2 separate regions of the Sus scrofa genome follow, and region 1 is linked to region 2. A link is a contact called in public HiChIP or PLAC-seq data. All regions are on one chromosome and are shown on one strand. Each heading gives the region's core, a stretch centred on a gene start, on an enhancer-like site or on the middle of the called end of the contact. The rest is flanking DNA. Distances are from core to core; before and after follow the strand shown. Region 1 overlaps MYO10 (unconventional myosin-X). Region 2 overlaps MYO10 (unconventional myosin-X).

Evidence for each region. HiChIP or PLAC-seq counts read pairs in DNA pulled down with a chosen protein or histone mark.
Region 1: a contact with region 2 is called in an H3K27ac HiChIP or PLAC-seq map of skeletal muscle. The contact joins two enhancer-like sites. A contact is called at or near these places in 4 of 47 Hi-C or Micro-C datasets (embryonic fibroblasts, epiblast stem cells and skeletal muscle) and 1 of 2 datasets of contacts at active chromatin or transcription factors (skeletal muscle).

What each region holds. Positions count from the first base shown.
Region 1 is chr16:6,020,492-6,024,893 of Sscrofa11.1, forward strand. All of the region lies in intron 4 of MYO10 (unconventional myosin-X), which reads right to left. Among named protein-coding and RNA genes, the nearest start is that of MYO10, 120 kb to the right of the region's middle. Within about 2 kb of position 2,655, at least 3 of the 83 cell types and tissues checked have an H3K27ac peak or open chromatin away from gene starts, as enhancers often do. A contact at or near this core is called in skeletal muscle, where this site is marked.
Region 2 is chr16:5,926,914-5,931,135 of Sscrofa11.1, forward strand. It overlaps MYO10 (unconventional myosin-X), which reads right to left. Exons shown (of 41, transcript XM_005672397.3): 28 at 3,353-3,448. Among named protein-coding and RNA genes, the nearest start is that of RETREG1, 50 kb to the left of the region's middle. Within about 2 kb of position 1,393, at least 2 of the 83 cell types and tissues checked have an H3K27ac peak or open chromatin away from gene starts, as enhancers often do. A contact at or near this core is called in skeletal muscle, where this site is marked.

The DNA.
Region 1 (4,402 bases), core at 1,405-3,904, 95 kb after region 2:
CAGCAGCTATGTGCCCACCACGTGTCGGGCTGCACGAGGGCTGGGAGAACAGTTCAAATGGTCATGGACAGTATTTCCCACCCAGCTCCAGCAGGAGAGCCCAAGAGTCACACGCGATGGTTAATGCTGTCAAGTATAAATCTCAGGAGATGGGAGGATTCAGAATTTAGATGGAGGTAAAGGCTCAACAAAGACCCTTCTAAGAAACACCGCTTAGACTGAAATGCAGAGACATGCACAGGAGTAACTGGGTGAAGACTGAAGGATGGGGGTGGAAGGGGTGGCACCTGTGGGAGGAAACAGCCTGGTGCCTTGGGGGAATGAAAGGTCATGAGCCAGAGTCCCACTGAGAGGCCACTGCTCTCCAGTCAAGTATGGAACTGGTTCTTTCAATAGGGACAGGGAGAGAGGCTGGAGTTGCGTTTCATGGCCAGTGGCCAATGATGTAATCAATAATGCCTATGTAAGGAGGCCTCCATAAAACCCCAAAAGGATGGGGTTCAGAGAGCTTCTGGGTTGGGGAACATATGGAGGTGGAACACAGCACCCTGGAGAGAGCCTGGGAGACCTGCACACCGGCTGTGCATCTCATTCACCTGCTTCCTGAGCTGCATCCTTTTATACCTCAGTGGTAATCTAGTAAGATGTGTGAGCTCTGTGGGCTGCTTGAACAAATTCACTAAAACCCAAGGAGGGGGTCCTTGAAAGCTCTAGGGTAGAGCTGGTTGGTCAGAAGCACAGGGGACAAAGCAAAAAAAAAAAAAAAAAAAAAGGGAGTTCCCATTGTGGCTAAGCAAGTTAAGAATCCAACTAGGGGCGAGTTCCCGTTGCGGCACAGCAGAAACAAATCCAACTAGGAACTATGAGGTTGTGGGTTGGATCCCTGGCCTCGGTCAGTGGGTTAAGGATTCAATGTTGCCATGAGCTGTGGTGTAAGTCGAAGACATGGCTCAGATCTAGCGTGGCTGTGGCTCTGGCGTAGGCCGGCAGCTACAGCTCCAATTGGATACTTAGCCTGGGAACCTCCACATGCCTCAGGGGCGGCCCTAAAAAGACAAAAGACAATAAAAGAAAATAAAAAAGAATCCAACTAGGATCCAAGAGAATGTGATCCACCCCTGGCCTCACTCAGTGAGTTAAGGATCCAGTGTTGCCATAAGTTGTGGGATAGGTCACAGATGCAGCTCGGATCTGGTGTTGCTGTGGCTATGGTGTAGACCTCAGCTGCAGCTCCAATTTGACCCTAGCCTGGAAACTTCCATATGCCACAGGTGTGGCCCTAAAAAACAAACAAAAAGCACAGGGCACAACAGACTGGCAACTGTACTAGAGAGCTTGCCTTCTTGTGGGACCAAGCCCTTTACCTGTGGAATCTGATGCTAGCTTCTGGAAGACAGAGACAGAACTGAGTTAATGCTTGGTGAACTTGATAATAACCTACTACATAATATACAGCATAAATATTATAGCATTATAATGATATAATGACCAGGTAGCTACTTCTTTGCTTATCGTATTGCACAGCTATGACACCGAAACAAACTTCAGGATTGAAAACAAAATATAACACCAGTAAAATCCAAGTTAACAAGCCTAATTTAACCCCCTGGTTAATGCTGTTTTGCTCAAACTGAGGCATGCACTCTGCTCTGCGACTACCTGTTCTCTCAGGAGTCTGGCAGCCTCTTCAACCACGAGCACTATCGTTCCTTTATTTATCTCACCCCATTCCTTTATTCCCAGCATGATAAGACAGTGACTTGTGCAGCAATTATGACGTTAGTTTATCTGCACTTCACAGCAAACACATCACTTACACGTCCAGTCCTGCAGCTGTCCCATTCGCCCATGGCAATTACAGTCCCAACCCTTGGCGCCAACACAACCACAAAGGCAAACACGGGCTTTGGGGAAAATGCATGCACCCAGATGAACCCAAGCGAGCTGATACTGTTTAAAAAAACAAAAAAAAAAAACTATAGAGATAACAGTGAAGGTGAAAAAGGGAAAGAAAAGTAAACCTGGAGTTCCCGTTGTGGCGCAGTGGTTAACGAATCCGACTAGGAACCATGAGGTTGCGGGTTCGATCCCTGCCCTTGCTCAGTGGGTTAATGATCCAGCATTGCCGTGAGCTGTGGTGTAGGTCGCAGACGCGACCGCTCGGATCCCGCGTTGCTGTGGCCCTGGCGTAGGCCAGTGGCTACAGCTCCGATTCGACCCTGGCCTGGGAACCTCCATATGCCGCGGAAGCGGCCCAAGAAATAGCAAAAAAAAAAAAAAAAAGAAAGAAAAGTAAACCAAAGCACTGATGGGAGGCCTCAGAGGCTGTATTCAAAGTTTTGAGAATTTTTTGTAGGCAGAAGAGCAAGTCACACGGCAGTTTTTAAGCAGGGCAAGGTCATGATCAGGTTTACAGTTTTAGAGAATCACTGGGTGCGAAGGACGAAGTGTGGGGGCTGGACGGAGGGAGGGCGGAGAAGAAGCAGGAAGTGAGGGCAGAAGGGCAATGAGAGAGTAGACGGGAAGGGCCCCCAACAGATCGTGGAGGGAGAAGGGAGGGCACGGCTGATGGCCCCGGTCTGGGTGGTTGGTGAGTGACAGGGAGGCTGGGGGACAACTTGGGACAGCCCAGGAAGCTTGCCAGTCAGCGTGCTGACCTCGGCACTGGGAACACCGCTGGGCACGTCTGTCAACGCTCACACTGTAAACATGAGACCAGTATACTTTACTGCATATGGTTTCACCTACTTATTGCGGAGGGGGGTGACGTCTAGATCCAAGGACGACTTCCCCATCTCAGGCTTGGGACCTGGTAGAATGGAGAGTCCACTTGCTGGGGTGGAGAAGCAGGGGAGAAGGAAGACGTTTCAGGAGAAAATTAGGATGAACTGAGGTGGGGCCACGCCCGAGATGTCTGTCAGAGGCTCTGTGACGATGCTCTGGGCCACCTGGATGCACACCTGCAACTCACGAGAAGCTGGCAGGAGGGGCGTCTGAGTCTGGGGAGGCTTGCAGCCACAGAGAAGGAGAGGCAGCTGGGGTCAGAAGACATCCCACGTGGAAGACAATGGAGGAACCCAGAGAACGAGGAAGAAACCAGAATGATGGAGCAGCTGGAAGGAGCCGGGCAGCGTATGGGAGGGAGTGTGGAGCCAAAGATACATCTTTTCTTTTTCCCCAAGACGAACATTCTAGAAATTTTTGAATGATAATGCTGACGATTCACAAGAAAAGGAGAGGTCGGAGAATCAGGAGCAGAGAGGGTCAAAGATGGAGTAAAGTCCCCAAGAAAGCAGGGAGGAGGGATCAAAACACACCTGGAGAAAAGGACCTCTGGAGGCAATAGGGGCCTTTATCCACCCTGCAGGCCCATCTCCTTCCAGTGCAGGTGTCAATCATGACCCCAAACCTGCCCTCCTGCCTGTTCTTGTCAATAAAGTTTTATTAGAACACTGCATTCCAGGGCAAGGATGATGAAGCAGTTGTAACAGAGACGATCTCATCCATTGATCATTAAAATACGTATGTCCTCCTGGCCTTAATAGGACAGCTTTGCTGACACCTGGCATTTTCCATCCTACGAATCACATTCCCGATTCACTTGATTTTCTCAAAACAGACACCGATGACTCCGTTGCTGCCAGAAGACTCAGGAAGCTCCTCTAGTGTCTGGAGGATCCACTCTGAAGCTCTTAGTAAGCAGGACAAAGCCGTTACGGTGAGGCCCTGGACCAGGAAGTAGGATTCTGTTCTGAAACTAACACAGGGAGACGCAAGTTCAAGTCCTGTGTCCGCTGCTCACACTCAAGCATCCTTGGCAAGTTGCTCAACAGCTCCAGACCTCAGCTTCCCTGCAGGAAAGGCTTCTTATCGTTCTTAAGGAATGGCAGCTCCCTTCTTTGCGTTTCGAACCCCATGTCCTTCTGTCCTTAACAAATCCCACGTGCTACAGGCCTACCTCCCATCTAATGATCCTTGTTCTTCCACATGTTCTTGCAAATGCTGCTGTGCCCTTCCTGCCCTCTGTGCCAGCCACACTCCCACATCCCCTTTGACTCATGACCACAATGTCCCTGTCCCTGTGACGTATCTTCTTGATTCCTTCTTGAGCATCAACTGCTACTTTTTCTCTGAGCAACTATGTACACATTTCTATTTGCCCATTAGGTGAGCTGTGTTGAAATTACCTATTTATATCAGTTTCTGCCTGCAACTTTATTTTGGGGAGGGGGGAGCTGAGGCATGCAGAAGTTTCTGGGCCAGGAGTCAAATTTGCACCACAGCAGTGACAATGCCAGATCCTTTAACTGCTAGGCCACCAGGGAACTCCTCTTTTAAAAACAAACTACAAAGCTTAGAAAGGTAAATTTGCTATGTGACATGGACACTAGGCATGCCCCAT
Region 2 (4,222 bases), core at 143-2,642:
GGAACCTCCATATGCCGTGGGAGCGGCCCAAGAAATAGCAACAACAACAACAACAACAAAAGACAAAAAGACAAAAAGACAAAAAGACACCTGATAGGATTTCTACTTAAGCGACTAAAACCAGAGGAGAGCTGGAAAGAGAAAACAATTGCCTGAAGTAGAAATTATTTTGAACAGAGAACTCTTCTATCTTCATTTCAAATGTTTTTTCGTACTTCCAGCCTCATCACAATCAGATAACAAGGGAAAACATGTCCACTCCAGAAAAGTTAAGGAGAACAAAAGTCATGATGCAGCTAGAAACAATACATGCTTAGGGAAAATGATCATGAATATCCATCCATCTGTCAGTCAGACCATCCATCTGTCCATCCATCCAACATTTATTACACAACTACATGTGACGGAGCTCCCATGGTGGAGCATCGGAAACAAATCCAACTAGGAACCATGAGGTTGCAGGTTGGATCCCTGGCCTCGCTCAGTGGGTTAAGGATCCGGCGTTGCCGTGAGCTGTGGTGTAGGTCGCAGACACAGCTCAAATCTGGCATTGCTGTGGCTCTGGCGTAGGCTGGTGGCAACAGTTCCGATTAGACCCCTAGCCTGGGAACCTCCATATGCCACAGGTGCGGCCCTAACAAGACAAAATACAAATAAATAAATAAATAAATAAATAAAACCCAATAACTACACATGAGAGGTACCGAATGTGAAAGAGATGCTAGTACCTCCTCCTCCTGTAGGGGACTGATGAGACACATATTGTGTACATATGTACACACACACACACACTCCTATAACTAAGGCAGAGGAAAAAGTACTGAGTATACAATGGATATTTAAGTAAAAAATTCACACCTACATTACGTAAGTCATGTAAGTTGTTTACAGCAAGGCAAAGCAAGGCACTAAAATCTATCTCCTGTGATTCTTGAAGGAAAAAGACGTAACCAAGAGCTTGAAAATACTCAGGATATATAGACTTTGAAGGAGACCAATAGCGACATCTTAATATGAATTTGTTCTTTGATTCTGGCTAACCCAAACACAAGACTTCAGTCACTGCTTTTTCCAAGCTCAAAAATATCTCCAATCAAACACTGAACAATACATCCATTCAAAATGCAGGCCACATGGGAGCAGACACACAAATAAAATTTGCTATGCTTTCCATCTGTACAGGTGACCCCTTTAAACTTACAAATCTCTCCTCCTAAATCAAGTACAACCTGGAATCTGAAAGGGAAATTTTAAAAATGTGTTCTACTGGCCAGGGCAAAAAGTCCTTGGCTAAAATATTCCAAATGTTAAATTTAGCAGGTTCATTATGGCACAAACCAGACAGGACAGCTGCCAAATGCTGGGCCTATAATTCAGCTGAAGAGCTCTGGGCATATTCCCTGGACCACAGAAAACCACACGAGGTCTCTGAGCGTCCCAGACGGAATGATGGGGCTCTAATTCCAGGTCTGCTTGTTTTTCCAGTTTGTGTCATAATTTATGGATCCAAGCAGGGTTTTAGTTATTTCCCATGGGAAGAATGATTTTCTTTGCCTTTCGTGCTGCTACCTTGGTATAGTACCCACAGAGACATTCTAAGGGCAAAGGGTCATAAGAGCCCCGAGAACTGGCTAGAAGATTCTAGTGATTTCTGGGCTGGAAAATAAAGACCACAGGTTGAAGGATGCCCCCTCATAAATTAGAAGGGATTCGCTGGTGTTGCTCAGGGTGGATGACAGGCACTTCCAATGTGACCCTACAATCACAAAGCAGCAGGAAGAGACAAGAGAGATGCTCCACTGTGTGACCCTGTGATGTCAGGCGGAGGAACCGACAACAGTTCTTCATTTTCTGCCACATCTCAGCACCATGATGGAAACCAAGGTCCAGAAAAGTCAGATGACTTGGCCCAGTCCATGAGGCAAACCACCACCCTCTGAGGTCAGTCCAAAACCTTAGCTCCTTGGAGTCACGGCTCAGCAGAAAGGAATCTGACTAGTATCCATGAGGATGCAGATTCAATCCCTAGCCTCGCTCAGTGGGTTAAGGATCTGGGGTTGCTGTGGCTGTGGTGTAACCCAATGGCTACAGCTTTGATTCAACCCCTAACCTGGGAACCTCCATACGCTGCAGGTGCGGCCCTAAAATGACCAAAAAAAAAATCTAGGCTCTTTAACAAGGTTTCTGCCTCGGTTGGAAAGAAGTGACCCTGCACTGCTTTACAGAGCACGCCACCCTTTCTCTGCAGCTCAGTCTCCGCCTCTGTACAATTAGCAAACAGTAACAACACTGCCGCCCTGGAGGGCTGTATGAGAATTAAATGAGTTAATATAGGTGAAGCATTTTAGAATACTGCCCGGAAGCTCCTGCTCTGGTTCAGTGGGTTAAGGATCTGGTGTTGCTGCAGGTGTGGTGTGGGTAGCAGCTGGGGATTGGATTCGATCCGTGGCCCAGGAACTTTCATATGCCACGGGTTTGGTTAAAAAAATTAAAAAAGGGTAATACAGAAACTTGATACTTTATGCCATGGATGGGGCTGAAAAAAGAAAAAAAAAAACTGCCTGAAATATAATAAGTTCCCTCGTGTTAACTATCTCTTTGAGCCGACGGAGTTCTTCAGCATCCCGGCCTCAAGCACCCGCCCGATGCCTCAGCACTAGTGCTTATGTAAGTAGCTAGTGGTTAACGTTTCTGCTTTTTCAACTTTTCAACACACAGAAGCTGCTCTCCTTCACAGCTCAGAAGCTTCCAGAGGGCGGCTTTCAGCTGCGTGTAGCAGCATATGCTGCTAGTGACAAAGTGACAAAGGCCTGAGTGGAAATAACAAGGAGTCTGCCCAGTGGCCCTGAAGTGGGAAATCCATGTGCCCGCTGTAGCAGACACATTCTTCTGGTGAGAGAGTCCCCAGGAGACAAGTACATCCATCTTTTCTGACTTTCAGTTTTTCAACCATTCTAACAGAAAAACCCAACTAGAAAATCAACTAAAATCTTTTTTTTGTTTGTTTTTAGGGCTGCACCCAAGGCATACGGAGGTTCCCAGGTTAGGGGTCGAACCAGAGCCATAGCTGCCGGCCTACGCCACAACCACAGCAACATGGGATCCAAGCCACATCTGCAACCTGTATCACAGCTCACAGCAAAGCCAGATCCCTAACCCACTGAGCGAGGCCAGGGATCGAACCCGTGTCCTCATGGATACAAGTTAGGTTCGTGAACCGCTGAGCCACGACAGGAATGCTTCGACTAAAATCTTTTCAGAGCTGGCAGGCTCAACCGTGATTTGTGTGATGCCCAGGCCAGCAGGGGAGTGAGGATGTGGTTACGACCAAGGCGACGGCACCGGAGCTCACCTGGCGTCTTCCGGGGATTCGGCGATCAGGTGGAAGGTCCTATCGGCCATGATGATGTCGATCCCATTCTCTTTGCTGGTGTTATCAACGATCTCTCTGCAAAGGAACAGGGGCACCAACCACACGTCAGGGACAGAATTCTTAATGAACGAGAAAAGAAACTTTGTGAAACGAAGGACTGAGTTAGAAACTGTAACTGAAAAATCAGATACTGATACTTTAGCCTTGGTTTTCGGCTTTTAGACAGGATGGAGACCCTTGTGGCCTCTAGGGGGAGCCAGGCTCCACTTCGCTGCAGAGAGGGAGGGCTGCTGGGTGTGGGTGCCTTGTGGGGGCTGTGTATCATTGACTTCTCTAGGAAGGGGCCCCGCTTCTTCCACTGGCCCCCCCAGGCCAGGCCCTAGAGTGCAGCCTCCACTCTGCATGCACATTCCTCTCCCTCACCCCACCACCCCGATCAACTGCTCTGCAAAGGAAAGGCCCCCACAACAGAGCCCAGTCTGGCCTGAGCTTTCCCCCTAGCTCATCACAGCTTTCCATCAAGGTTCAAGGCCTCAGCTGACACCTCTGACTTGACCTGAGATGGGGACATTAATTTCCATTAGGGGGTGTGGGGTGAAAAACAGGATTGGGGTTTCTGAATCTCAATTCCATCTTGATCGCATCTTAACGCTCTAAACAACACTGGAGGTTTAAACTCAGTGGGTGAGGAGAACAAGATCAGGGCAAAACACAAGCAGCAATTTTCATACAACACCTAGAAAACAGGCTTACAGAACTGAGGGAGCCGTAGAAGAGACAGACATCAGATTTACACGATGAGATCCACCCCCTGGACGCTCTCAGCCTCCTGGCACTTGTGGATGCCCT